2 separate regions of the Zea mays genome follow, and region 1 is linked to region 2. A link is a contact called in public Hi-C data. All regions are on one chromosome and are shown on one strand. Each heading gives the region's core, a stretch centred on a gene start, on an enhancer-like site or on the middle of the called end of the contact. The rest is flanking DNA. Distances are from core to core; before and after follow the strand shown.

Region 1 (6,284 bases), core at 1,181-3,680, 480 kb after region 2:
TGAATTATAGCGGAGGGCGCCTGGAAAAACCCGAGAGTGGTTGGTTTGAGCTGTACGGTCCTAGCACACCAGACACTGTCCGGTGGTGCATCGGACACTGTCTGGTGGCACACCGGACAGTCTGGTGCGTCGTTCCTCAGCACACTCAAGTTTCTTTGCTCCTTTGAATTTGATCCCTAACTTGAATATTTATTGGTTTGAGTTGAACCTTTGTGCACCTGTAAAGCATGTATTCTAGAGCAAACTAGTTAGTCCATATATTTGCGTTGGGCATTCAACCACCAAAATTAATTGTGGGAAAAGGTTAACCCTATTTCCTTTTCACATGATCCAAATTGGGCTATTTTATTCCCTATCTTCCTCTTCTGCCAATGTAGGCAATAATTCTTGGCGAAGACCTCCACAGACGGCTGCCCGTCGTAGGAAGTGACTGCCCAGACATACTTCGCAAGCACCACCATTGCGTTCGGCGTCAGCTGGTGGACTTGGACCTCAAATCGTCGCAACACCTCCACCACGAACCGATGTGTCGGGAGGCGAAGACCGGCAACAAAAAGGCCTCAAAAACTATCAACTCGCCTTCACGCTCGGGGATTTCCTCAGCGCCCGGGGCCCGCCCGACACCGTTACCAAAGTAACCAAGCCGCTGCATCTCCAGCACGCGGCCCAAGAAAATCCTCGAGGTACCAAATTCCACGATGTGGCCGGGCTACAACTCAATCACCACCAAATCACTCAAGGTCTCCTCGGACGATGGTGCGGCCGGCGATGCACTCGTAGTAGACGAGGAAGAAGACATTGCAACATACCATCGGCGGCGGCGCGCGGTCTGCTTGATGCGGGCCATATTTCCGGCGCAGAGCGAGCAAGGAGGGCAGACGAGCAACTGAAAGAAGCTAGGGTTTCTGCAGCGCAAATGCAAGCAGGAAACGGTCTCAGCCGAGGTTGGCTTTTTATAGGCGCGACACGATGCCTCGGGAAACCCGCAGTCCAACAGTAACACGTCCATCAACGGTCACATTTCAAAAACCCCGCGGGACCACTTCGAGCGAGGACAGCGTCATCACCATCTCACGGTGGTCTTCGACGCCAGCTGACTTAGTCGAACTGGTCCCTCGGAGGGCAAATGTTGGGACGAAGGTGAACACGGCACCCTTCGCTCGACGACTTCCACCTCGCATTGCGCAGACGAAGACCGCATCCGCAAGACCCACCGGACAGGCCAAGGCGCTGACCAGACGGAGGCCTGTTCTGCCCCCTTCGCTCCGACGAGACAAGACGAAGGCCCCGTCGAAGACCACTGGACCTCCCGCTCCCTCACCACGGAGAGAGGCCCATGTACAGATCGTCCCACAAAGCTGGGCCCCGCGTGGGCATGCGTGAATTGGGTCGCATCTGTAATAAAGTATATCGTAATGACTGTCTGTAACCCCCCTCGTGGGAATATTCTGGGGATAAACCAGGTACTCGAGGATCTAAATGTCTTTGATAGGGATAGTCGTCCTCTCGAGCACCTATAAATACCCCTGTACTATGTGCAAGCATAGGGAGATTAACGTGGCTTTTGACATCCCGTGTTAGCATTACAAACTCTCTCCCCATTTTCCTGTTGGATCAACCTGTCTTGAAGGGCAGGTTCCAACAACACCAATGCAAAGGCGAAACAAGGCTGCACTCAAAAGCATAAGACGGTCGAATAGCATGATTCATTTTGGAGTCTCGAGTCAATTACCCTCGAAAATTGGCTTGAGCCTCGGGAACTTATTTGATATATATCCACCGGATCTTTACAAGCACAGAAACGCTAGTCCGTCTCGCTCGAAGCCAACCTCGGATGGGAGATGCAGTCGCGACTCACCCGAGACTGATCTCGAGTGGGAGCGCAGAAACACTCCGTGGGTCGCTTGATGGGCCTCGATGACTTGCCTAGCAAGGCATGCCCTCGGGCCGCAACCAGGCTGGATGAACTTGACCCGTGGAGGTGAAGATCCGACGACCGAGTCATGTGCAGAAGGAGCACTGATACCTCGGGCAGGGAGGTTGAGCGTACCCAAAGTACTAGAACTTGGAGATAACTCGGATGAAGGACAACTAAACTCCGGATAAACAGGAATACATGTCGCGCTAAAAAGGAGGATTTAGGAGTTAGATAGTCACCACCACTTGTAAAGGAATAAGGATAATTTATAACACCGAAACGTCTAGTCTGGATGTTATTCACTAAAATAGATTACTAAAATAAATTAGTTTTGAGGATCCAAAAGTAAAAATAAAAATTTATATAAAAGGGAAAAAAACAGTCCCATGCCGGCTGCCGCGTCACGTCACGTGCAGCGCACACACCATCCGCCGCCAGGGCGGGGCCCATCGCGGCATCGCCGTCGAGTCGCCTCTGCATTCCTTTTCCTTCCCAGTTCACTCCCACTTCCCACTTCACTCCCAGTCCCAGCTCCCAAACCATCTGATCTGCTCTGCTCCCACCAATCTCCGTCGCCGTCGCTTTCGCCATGGCTTCCCATCGCCACTTCCTACGCCTCCTCGAAGACCCCTTCTCCCCCTTCCCACCGCCGCCACCTTCCTCCTCCTCCTGCCCGTTCCTCCTTGACGGCGTCTCAGATTACCCGTCCCCGTTCCCCGCCGCCTCCCCATTCCCCGACCTAGATGATCTCCTCCTGCCCCCCGCGCCGGCGCTCGACCCCTTCTTGGCCTTCACCCCCACCCCGCTCATTCTCCGAGACCTCACCAACCGTGTCGCCGCACTCGAGGTCGCCGTCGCCACCGCGCGCCGCCGCCCCGGACCCCCCGCCACCCGGAAGCGCACCTATGTCACTGAGGCCGGCGGCCGCAAGGTCAAGTGGACTTCCGTCGAGAAGCCGCGCGCCGGGGAGCGGACGCTCAAGTGGGAGGCCGAGATCAAGTCCCCCGACGACGACGGCTTCGACCGCAAGTGGAAGTGGGAGGCCAAGGGCGGATCCTCCGCAGCCAGCGCCAGGAAGCTCAAGTGGGGTGCCGCGGTCAAGGGCAAGGGATGTCTCGAGCCCTGGTCCCAGGCCTACACCTGGGAGGAGGACTTCACCGCCAGCGACAGCGACAAAGAAGAGGAGGAGCGCGCGGCCGACAAGAACAAGGCCAAGAAGATCACCATGAACAAGAATGAGAAGAAGGAGGTGAAGGCTGTCAAGAAGGAGAAGAAATGCCCCTTCGCCACCGTCAAGATCGAGGAGATCTCGGAAGACAATGATGCTGGATGCGTCGCCATCAAAAAGGTCAGACCATTTCTTTTGCATTCGTCATTCCCCTCACTGGTGAGTGGTGACTGCTTGGGTTTCCGCTTCTCACAGGGGTTTTGAACGGTGGTTGGGGGCCAAAAAGGTTTACTTTTATATTTGTTTTGATCTGAAGAAACGCTAGTTTTCTAGCAGCACTAGGACTATTGGAGAGATCCATACACTTGATACTTGATGTGGTTCGAGAAGAGTTTGATGATGCTGTACCGTTCTAGATCCGCATTCCTGGTCCTGGCTGCCACTCTTTTTGTACTGACCTGCATTTTCCTCTCTGATCCTGAGTAAGGCATTTGCTAAGGGCAACGGCAAGGGAAAGAGGAAGGAGCTCTCACCGCAGGACGCTGCATTGCTCATCCAGATGACCTACAGGGCTCACCTTGCTCATCGCTCCCAGGTGCTTCGCTGCCTGCGTGACCTAGCTGTGGCTAAAGCCAAGCTCAAGGAGCTCAGGTCCCTGTTCTATAACATCTCCTACAGGCACCGCATTGCGCATGACCACGAAGAGCGCCAGAGGTTCTCTGAGAAGATCATCGTGCTGCTCATCACCGTAGATGCACTCGAGGTGAGCTGCATGTTTGTCACTGTGTTTTCTTCAGTTACATTTTTGGGTTGTGATTTATTTGTCAAATCTCTTTTTTCAGCACGAGTTTGCAGTGCTGCACTAGTATCTGAAGTTATTGGTTAAACCGTTTAAGTAATATTATCACATTGTTAGGAAAATAGAATCAACTGTACAAGGATTAAAAGGTTATTGGGATCATTTTTGTTGTCTACTTGTGTATGTTTTGTATGCACATATGATTCTGTAAGATGTAGGTTTATTTTAGATGTAAATACTAGAAAATCCAAAATGGCTGCCCAAGGCCTGAAAACATACACAAACTGATTTACTTGTGTCATTTTTTTTCTGGATACTGATGCCGTGAGGTTGAAACCTTTAATATTGTCATGTATATTGTTATTCTTAGGCAATGCTGCATATTTCCTGCGAAGTTAGCTTTGCATACTAGCACAACATTTATATGGCTGGTATTGGATTGATTAGGGAGCAGAAATCCATGACATTTTGTTCCTAAAAAACTTCTCTACTGTTTTTGCTGTAGACTTCCAGCTTTCCATGGCAAATGAATGTAAGAGAAGCTATCTAAATAATTTCAAATGTTTCTCGATATTCAAGCATTGTAACCCTGCACAGGCTGCACTGCTTGAAATTCTCAAGTCTTTCTGGAATGGAACCTATCTATTGATAATGCTATGATAGTGAAAAAAAAGGCAAAAAGCATTAGGCCTTAGTCTCTGTCTCATAAATTTTGTATGTCTTGCCTTTACCCTCACTACCACTACTACTGCAGTAGTGTTGCACTCAAATTAGGCCCTGCCTCTTTCCTTGAATATATGTCAATCAGATGAATTGGTTCTTCCTCAGCTTCATTCTGACCCTTATATTGTACTAAACACGTACTACCTCTGTTCTCGAATATTTGTCGTCCGCTAGTTCAATTTTGAACTATACTGTGACAAATAAAAAAGAATAGAGGGAGTACTTGCCAACTAACATGTTTTATTCATAAAATCCCTGCTCGTGTCTCACTTTATCCCTGGGCTCCATATATTTGCCTCAGACTCTGACCATATTTGGTGCTTTCCCCTGGATCCAGGGACCTGACTACATGGTGAGGACCGCGAAGAAATCTATGCTAGAGGAGCTCGAAGCAATGCTGGAGGTTGTGGACCCTCAGCCCCCAGGGAAGCAGCGATCACTGAGCCGCAGGAAATTTGATCTCCCAGAGGGTGGAGCCATCCCCGATGAGAAAACCGCTGCTGTGAACAAAGCCATCAGGATCATCGAGGAAGGCAAGTGAAGTGATGCACCACCACCTTGTTACTGGCAGGATTGAATCCTGATGAAAGCTCCATATCTATCCGTGTATCGTCTAGGAGAAGTTTATATCCGTGTGCTTTGCTGACACTCGAGGGAGGAGAACTAATATCTGCACTTTATTGTACCTTAAATGATAGCCATGTTTTTATTGTGAACCTGTAGTATGTTGCTAGGCAGTCAGTTTGAACATTACAAATAGCGTAAGGGCCTCTAGCCGGGTTGGTTAGGTAGTCTGAGTAGCACTTCCTCATGTCCTGGTTGTGGGAGCGAATGTCAGACTGTGGTTAAAAAAATATCCCATCGTTTGTCCCACGCCAAAGTACAGGTCTAAAGCTTAGTCTCAGTCGCGGTCATTCTCATATGGGTTTTGATGCTGCTGCGTATGAGTTGGGTAGGGTTTAGAGGTTTTCTCGACCTGTGTGAGGTCTTTTTAAACAAAACTCCAAAGGCTGTCTTACCCTCAGCAGGTCGAGTTTTTTTTAACATCAGAAATGTGTCAGCAAAGTGCTTTGAGCGACGAATCAATTCAGCAACAATTTGAACAATAACAAAGCAGCCTGTCCAGCCGTATCTATATTATGTATCCGCAGTAGAATTTGTGGAAACATGTACAGACAGACAGCACTATGGAAGGGAATGGGATGCACACAAACTACACTGCTGGTAATCATAAGGCTAACTAGCATTCAGAAGAGCACAACATCTTCCTCAGTCTCGACTCTTCTTCCTTTCATGGCCTTTTGGTGTTGGGGACTTGGCTGATGGAGCAGCAGCTGCTGCTGGGGGCCGACCCAGATCCAAGCTCTGCATCTCGCTTGCCAGCAGCGCCCTCCGTTCTTTCAGGAAGTTGAGCCGGTTTGTCAGCTTGACTAATGCCGATGACGCTGCTGGTGGTATGCTTCCACCGAAATCCTGATCAGCAACAGCATATCATCATCAGTTGTCATCAAAGGAAAGGATCATCATTTCATCTCAAGCACAAACCTCTAGTCTGCTGGATCCATGAAGCCCTCTTATCAATGGGCTATTTGAATATTGTTTCTGAGCAAGATTCCACTTCGAATTAGAGGATGATGACGACCACCCATCTTGGCCCTCCCTGGCAATCGATTGCC
Region 2 (5,931 bases), core at 3,215-5,714:
GTGGGAAAGGAAGGAATATTTTAAACTTTGGAGAAAGCATGGCCTGTTTTGGGCCTTTATATAAAGTATAACAATCAACTTTACACCCCCAGTGATTATTCTCTTAAGACACTTGCTAAATAACAACCTAAAGGGCCATTAAAATAAGTTCTCAGAAACATATGAAGTGTGGACTGTGGAGCAGGTACAGGAAACAGTGTGATATTACAAGTTTCAATGGGTGACAAGTTAATAGATGAATACATTATGTGGTTCATGGATGTCAAGGATAGAGGCATTATGTATGTAGGATGACCACAAAAACACTTAGGAGGCAGGAGCATAAATAAACTTCTCCATTTCAAAGAAAAGTGAAGTCAGCAGACCTCAAGATCAGGAAGAGAACGGTCAGCCTGAAATTGATAAAATGAATGCCGGAGGAGCTTTTCTGGATCCCCATCCTCAGATCGCATTTGATTTAACAGCATATTGTAGCTCAGATGAAAGGCACTAACAAATAGAAAGGTAGTTGGGTAAGCCCAAGCAGAAGAGAACATAATTCCACACTTAAAAGCGATAATAAACATAGAATGAAACAGAGGGCAGTCTGAATTTGAGCATTGGTATGCTAACTCAATATTTACAGGGTGCAATGAACAGGCATAACACGAACGGCTAGCATTATCCGCAGATTATAAGAACAATATTAACCAAGAACTTCATTGCACTGCAAGAATTTGTCCATCCCAGTCATAATCTTGTGTTCCAGATTTTTTTTTCATGCAGACCACTCAACCAAATTGTATTAAGTACGTTAAAGCTTCTAGTTTTAAATGAGCCATAAAAGCCAGGATGACATGTACTGACCTGTTCAAACTATCTGCACTTCCTTTCAGCATCATTTTGGCAGTTGAAGGTTCCATTTTCTCGTCTACCATCAGTATACAGATACCACGCAGATCAATACCTCGACGACCAGCACGGCCACTCATTTGGATGTACTCTCCACTCGACAACCATCTGAATCGGTCTCCGTCAAATTTTCGCACATTGGTAAACACAACAGTCTTTGCAGGCATGTTCAAACCAATACTGAATGTTTCTGTGGCAAACAAACACTATAACACCATGTTTTAATTTCAGCAAGAAATAAAAAGGTACAGCACACAGCATAGTCTTGAGATAGAAAGAAAACATATCTAAAATGCTCAGTGGAAGCGCAGCATCATTAGGGAGAATATGTATAATAGACGCTTAAATGCATTTCTCAATGTATAAATAGTCCATGACATTAGTTAAAATCTGTTATTTCAGACCTATCCGTCCCTCTTACACTCTATTTAAATTTAGAAGTGCAATTAACATAGAATCGTAGAATCACCTAGAATCGTATCTATCCATTTCGTGTTTCATATCGACGAATATGTGTCTTCATATGGAACTACTCCCAGCATTCCAAATTATAAGATGTTTTGGTTTTTCTAGATACATTGCTTTCGTTATGTATCTAGACATGATGTGCATCTAAGTGCATAGTAAAAGCTATGTATCAAGAAAAATCAAAATGCCTTATAATTCTGAACGGAGATAGTATAATACAGTAGCAACAAGCAGAATCTACTCATTACCAAGAATCAAGCAATAGAGCCTAACCTTTTGATGCATGAAATTCTTGATTGATGTAAAAGTGCAAAATGTATATAAGAAGTTATGAACATCTATGTCTTACTATCATTGCTCCAGTAAAAAGTAGCCATATGAGTGTTCAAATACCACTAGCAATAAGCTACTTCTGAGGCTAAGAAATGACAGAAACTTGAGCCACCACGAGATCCATAAAATGTGCTAACCTTGATGAGGCCCTCCTGAAAGAGTATCTCAATGACTTCCTTTAAAATAGGCAACAGACCAGAATGATGCACGCCAATGCCGCGTTTCAGTAAGGGGAGCATGTTTGAAACCTGCGACAGCTCCATTGGCTCAGTTTTAAGATGAATTATCAATTCATAGCATTGCCTACCAGTACTGCTAATGGTTCATATATTACAAATAGAAACGTAGACCACTGTAGATAGCTTAAAAAATAAGACTCCCGTCTCATAGTAATGTCTACACCTTAGTAACCGGAAACTGGGAACTTGGCCACGTTCCTCGTTCCGGGAACGTGGGAACAATCTCGTTCCAGTAGTGTTAAATCCTAGTTTTTGTAGCGTACCACGTACCATGTTCCCGTTCCTCGATCCCATCGATCCAGGAACCTGGTTACTAAGGTCTACACTTTACAGTGTTAAATTCCATTGTGTTTGATGCTTGAGATAAAAAAAACCTGAAACAGAAATGAGGACTCACCTGAGGAAGCTTTTTGTCATCATCAGAAAGCATATCCATAGCACTCCAAAAAATTGTTTCGATGTTTGCCTTCTCATCATCCTCATTCAAGTCCATCTTAGCCATCTATCACCCAATGGAAGATAGTCAAAATCAACTGAACCAACTCGATTTCTTCCTCCAGACCACATAATTTTCTGGTTCTCTAAATTGAATAATAATCTACAAAAAAGCATACCTGCATAGCAAGAAATTCGCATTCCCTTTTGCTAAAGCTAAAAAGTATTACAGGATCATATTGGCGCTGAATTATCATCTTCACCATCTTGAATATGTCACTTTCCTCACTAGATGTACCTGCCATGGTAAATTTCTGCCGCTTCCCATTTTCCTTCTTCTTGGCACTGTCGCTAGCAGGGACAAGGGCGTTCAATGCTTTCTGAAAACTGTCCTCTCTGAACTTGCCCTTCTCATCCACTACAAGGTATAATCCGTCCCCTCCAGAAGGAAATACATAGTGCTGAAGAGGTGTAGGTCTATAGTCGGTGTATACTATATGACAGGGTTGCTTATGTACCTGAAAAATAGCATATGTTCTTAAAGCATGTGTGAATGCTTGACCATGTCTATAGACGCCTTTTAACAAATACATGAGTTCAAATCCAAAATCATGGCAACAGAAACATGGAGACAAATAGGCACACTTGGGAACAGACCTTAGCTACCCAATCAGCGAACTCCTTGGCATTAGGTACAGTTGCCGAGAGGAAGACAAAGCGTGAATTCTTGGGAGCCATCACTATACTCTCCTCCCAAACCACTCCTCTCTCTCTATCCCGCATGTAATGCACCTCATCAAATATAACCCAGGCAACTTCCCTCATGACCTCAGATCCCTTGTATTGCATGCTCCGCCAAATTTCTGTGGTCATGACCTGCATTGTCAGGGAATGGTTTTAAGTTCCAAGCATAAATGTACAAGCAATTGAAAGAGTGGTGAGGGCAGAAGGCAGTACCAGACAGGAGGCATTCGGCTCAATTGTGACATCCCCAGTCATGAGACCAACATCAGAGAACTCTTCTTTGAACTCCCTGTACTTTTGGTTGCTCAGTGCCTTGATTGGAGATGTATAAATGACCCGCTGTTGGTTGCGCAAAGACATCGCTATTGCATACAACGCGACTACTGTCTTTCCCGCTGACGTATGAGCTGAAACCTAGAAAACCCCAAAAGGAAAGTAGAGAAAGATTCTATAAGTGACAAACAACTTAGCTGATGAAATCATGAAAGAATGACTGGTTTGACTGTACATACAGAAGCACAAAGCAAGACGGTTTAGCAAGAAATTAGTTGGACCATGAGGTGTGGCCTGATACCATACAGCTCATACAATAGGGGGGACTATAAATTACTGAATTTACTATCAGCATTCAGCAACCATGGGTGCTAATCGGCCATCAGCAATAGATGGACCAACAGCAGCACGATGAGAGGCACGTTCTACGCGGTGAAAATGATATAGGTATTTGAAAAGGTTAAACCTAAGAGGCTAAAATGGCATCCTTGCGTTGAGTGAACCAAATTTGAGGAGGTTGCTATGCTACCTAATCCAATTCAGGGGGCATTTGAACTAAAAAAAGATACTAATTTGACACATGTACCGAGCTGGGTGGCCAAATGAAACGCGCTGAGAGAGATATAAATGGAGCCGACATGGTACCATGACGGATTCACCATTGTCGAGGCAGCGTATGGCCTCGGCCTGGAAGGGGTCGAGCTGGAAAGGAAACTTCTTTGCTGGCTCAGAGGCATCAGCTCCGCCGGCAATGGCGCGGGACGTAGAGGCGGATGGGTCGTAGCCCTCGGGGTAGGAGACGTCGTGCACGCAAGCGACTGGTTCGGCGGCCGCGAGGGTGGTCGGAGCGCGAGGCTCCACGGCGGCGGCGGCGAGCGGCGGCTTGAGAGAAGAGGCCTGGTAGGCGTCTCCGGGGCTGTCCACGGCCTTGCGCTTGAGGGTCTCCATGGCGACGGCGTAGGCAGTGGCGGCCGGGAGCCCTAGGGTTTTAGTGAGGAGTTATTTGGTCGCGCGCGAGAAGGAAAGGAAGGGCCGGGATGTCCCGTACCCGGTACCCCCGTGTGGGTGTTTGGTGCAGCGACGAGATTCGACGGGATGAGACCGTTCGTAAATCTTTAGTTTGGAACCACAATTTCACAATTTCTCATGAGAAAATAGAAATTCTTTGAAAAATTAAGGTTCATAAACTAGTCCTAAATGTTATAAATCTGCTAGATTATTTCTGAAATATCTGAGTTACTCGATCAATTAGTTTATTTATGGATCACTAAGATCATCTCTAGATTATTCATATCGGTTCTAGTCACTCGTTGTGCATTACCTGAGATTACTTAGATCAACTATGGCTACTCTCTTTATTTAAAATCATTCATATTAATTTTTGGATCATTCACATTATTGTGGCATCATTATTTCTGGATCAGTTATATTACCTTAGATCACTAAGTAGACTAGAAAAAAGGCGCCCTATCGGGCGCTCTACCATGCAAATGTATATCAGACAAATGTATATCAGACGTTGCAAAATCACGTGTGAGTTTATATCGAAAAACACTTACCTCAATTTCTCTCCTTCACATTAAGATAATGTTTGTACAAAGGACTTCGGCCACCTCAATTTTTGAGAACCAAGCAGTTATAACCTGTAGTGCATCTAGTTGTGTGATAAAATGGTCTAACTACAATTACATATAGTCAGAACGACTTCAAGCTCTATTTACGGAAAATCCTTTCAGCTACACAAGTGCTCCTTGTGCTACTAAACATAATTTTCTACTGTCGACTTGAAGGACTCGAAGGCATGGTCACCAAAAAACTCAGCCTCCTTTTTCAGCTCCACATTAACCTCATTTCTGCCATGCTGCAGAAAAGAAAAATAATCAGCACAAGTCCAACAAAAATAAAAGTACTCAAGTTTGGTCTTGAAGATGTACCAGGGCAACAAAAAAACGGGCCACAACATTCGACGACTTCTGAGCAGCAGACATACGCTCAGCAAAATGGTTGCCTGCTGACAGGATACAGATGAAAATCTCAACTGGTTCGTCTGGAAGGGGATGGGCCTGCCAACTGGGTAACAACTTTAGATGTTTCTGTGGAGAAAAGCTAGGATGTGTAGTTGGCAGAGTCCCCGCGAACACTGATTGCACATCCAGGTCCTCATTCAATGATAAGCCAGTAGAATCCTCAAGAACAAATCCCTAACAACATCACAAGAGACAAAAGCTAACATAAGTGCCAAACACAGACGCCAGTGCACCAATACTAATATTGCATTGCATTCCCCATCCATTCATGTACAAGCGAGAGCCACTTACAGTGCGGTATGGAAATGATGTCACATGCTGTCCATCAACATTCACATGGTAACCTTCCAATCCAGCAGTGAGAGTTAGAACAAACAGGTAATCAACATTCACATGGTAACCTTTCGACGAAGCAAATACTGAAGTCCATAACTAAATTTGAAGTCCATAACTCCATATTAGCATAGCTTGAATCGAGTGACCTTCAGAATAATAAAAAAAACAGATCGTACTCACTCCTC

Evidence for each region. Hi-C and Micro-C count contacts between places; a contact is called where the count stands out from the background.
Region 1: a Hi-C map of leaf shows a contact between it and region 2, with 7 times the contacts expected there. The contact joins the promoter of LOC100283684 here to the promoter of LOC103638180 in region 2. A contact is called at or near these places in 3 of 25 Hi-C or Micro-C datasets (ear, leaf and tassel).

What each region holds. Positions count from the first base shown.
Region 1 is chr9:29,982,795-29,989,078 of Zm-B73-REFERENCE-NAM-5.0, forward strand. It overlaps LOC100283684 (IQ calmodulin-binding motif family protein), which reads left to right and starts at 2,431. Exons shown (of 3, transcript NM_001156585.3): 1 at 2,431-3,266; 2 at 3,574-3,849; 3 at 4,946-5,632. The coding sequence starts at 2,508. The coding sequence ends at 5,149. LOC103638184 (rho GTPase-activating protein REN1) reads right to left here. Exons shown (of 27, transcript XM_035962506.1): 26 at 6,154-6,284; 27 at 5,691-6,081. The coding sequence ends at 5,878.
Region 2 is chr9:29,498,882-29,504,812 of Zm-B73-REFERENCE-NAM-5.0, forward strand. It overlaps LOC103638180 (DExH-box ATP-dependent RNA helicase DExH9), which reads right to left and starts at 4,465. Exons shown (of 14, transcript XR_004852588.1): 1 at 4,029-4,465; 2 at 3,324-3,524; 3 at 3,024-3,242; 4 at 2,546-2,884; 5 at 2,329-2,433; 6 at 1,830-1,940; 7 at 847-1,097; 8 at 366-489.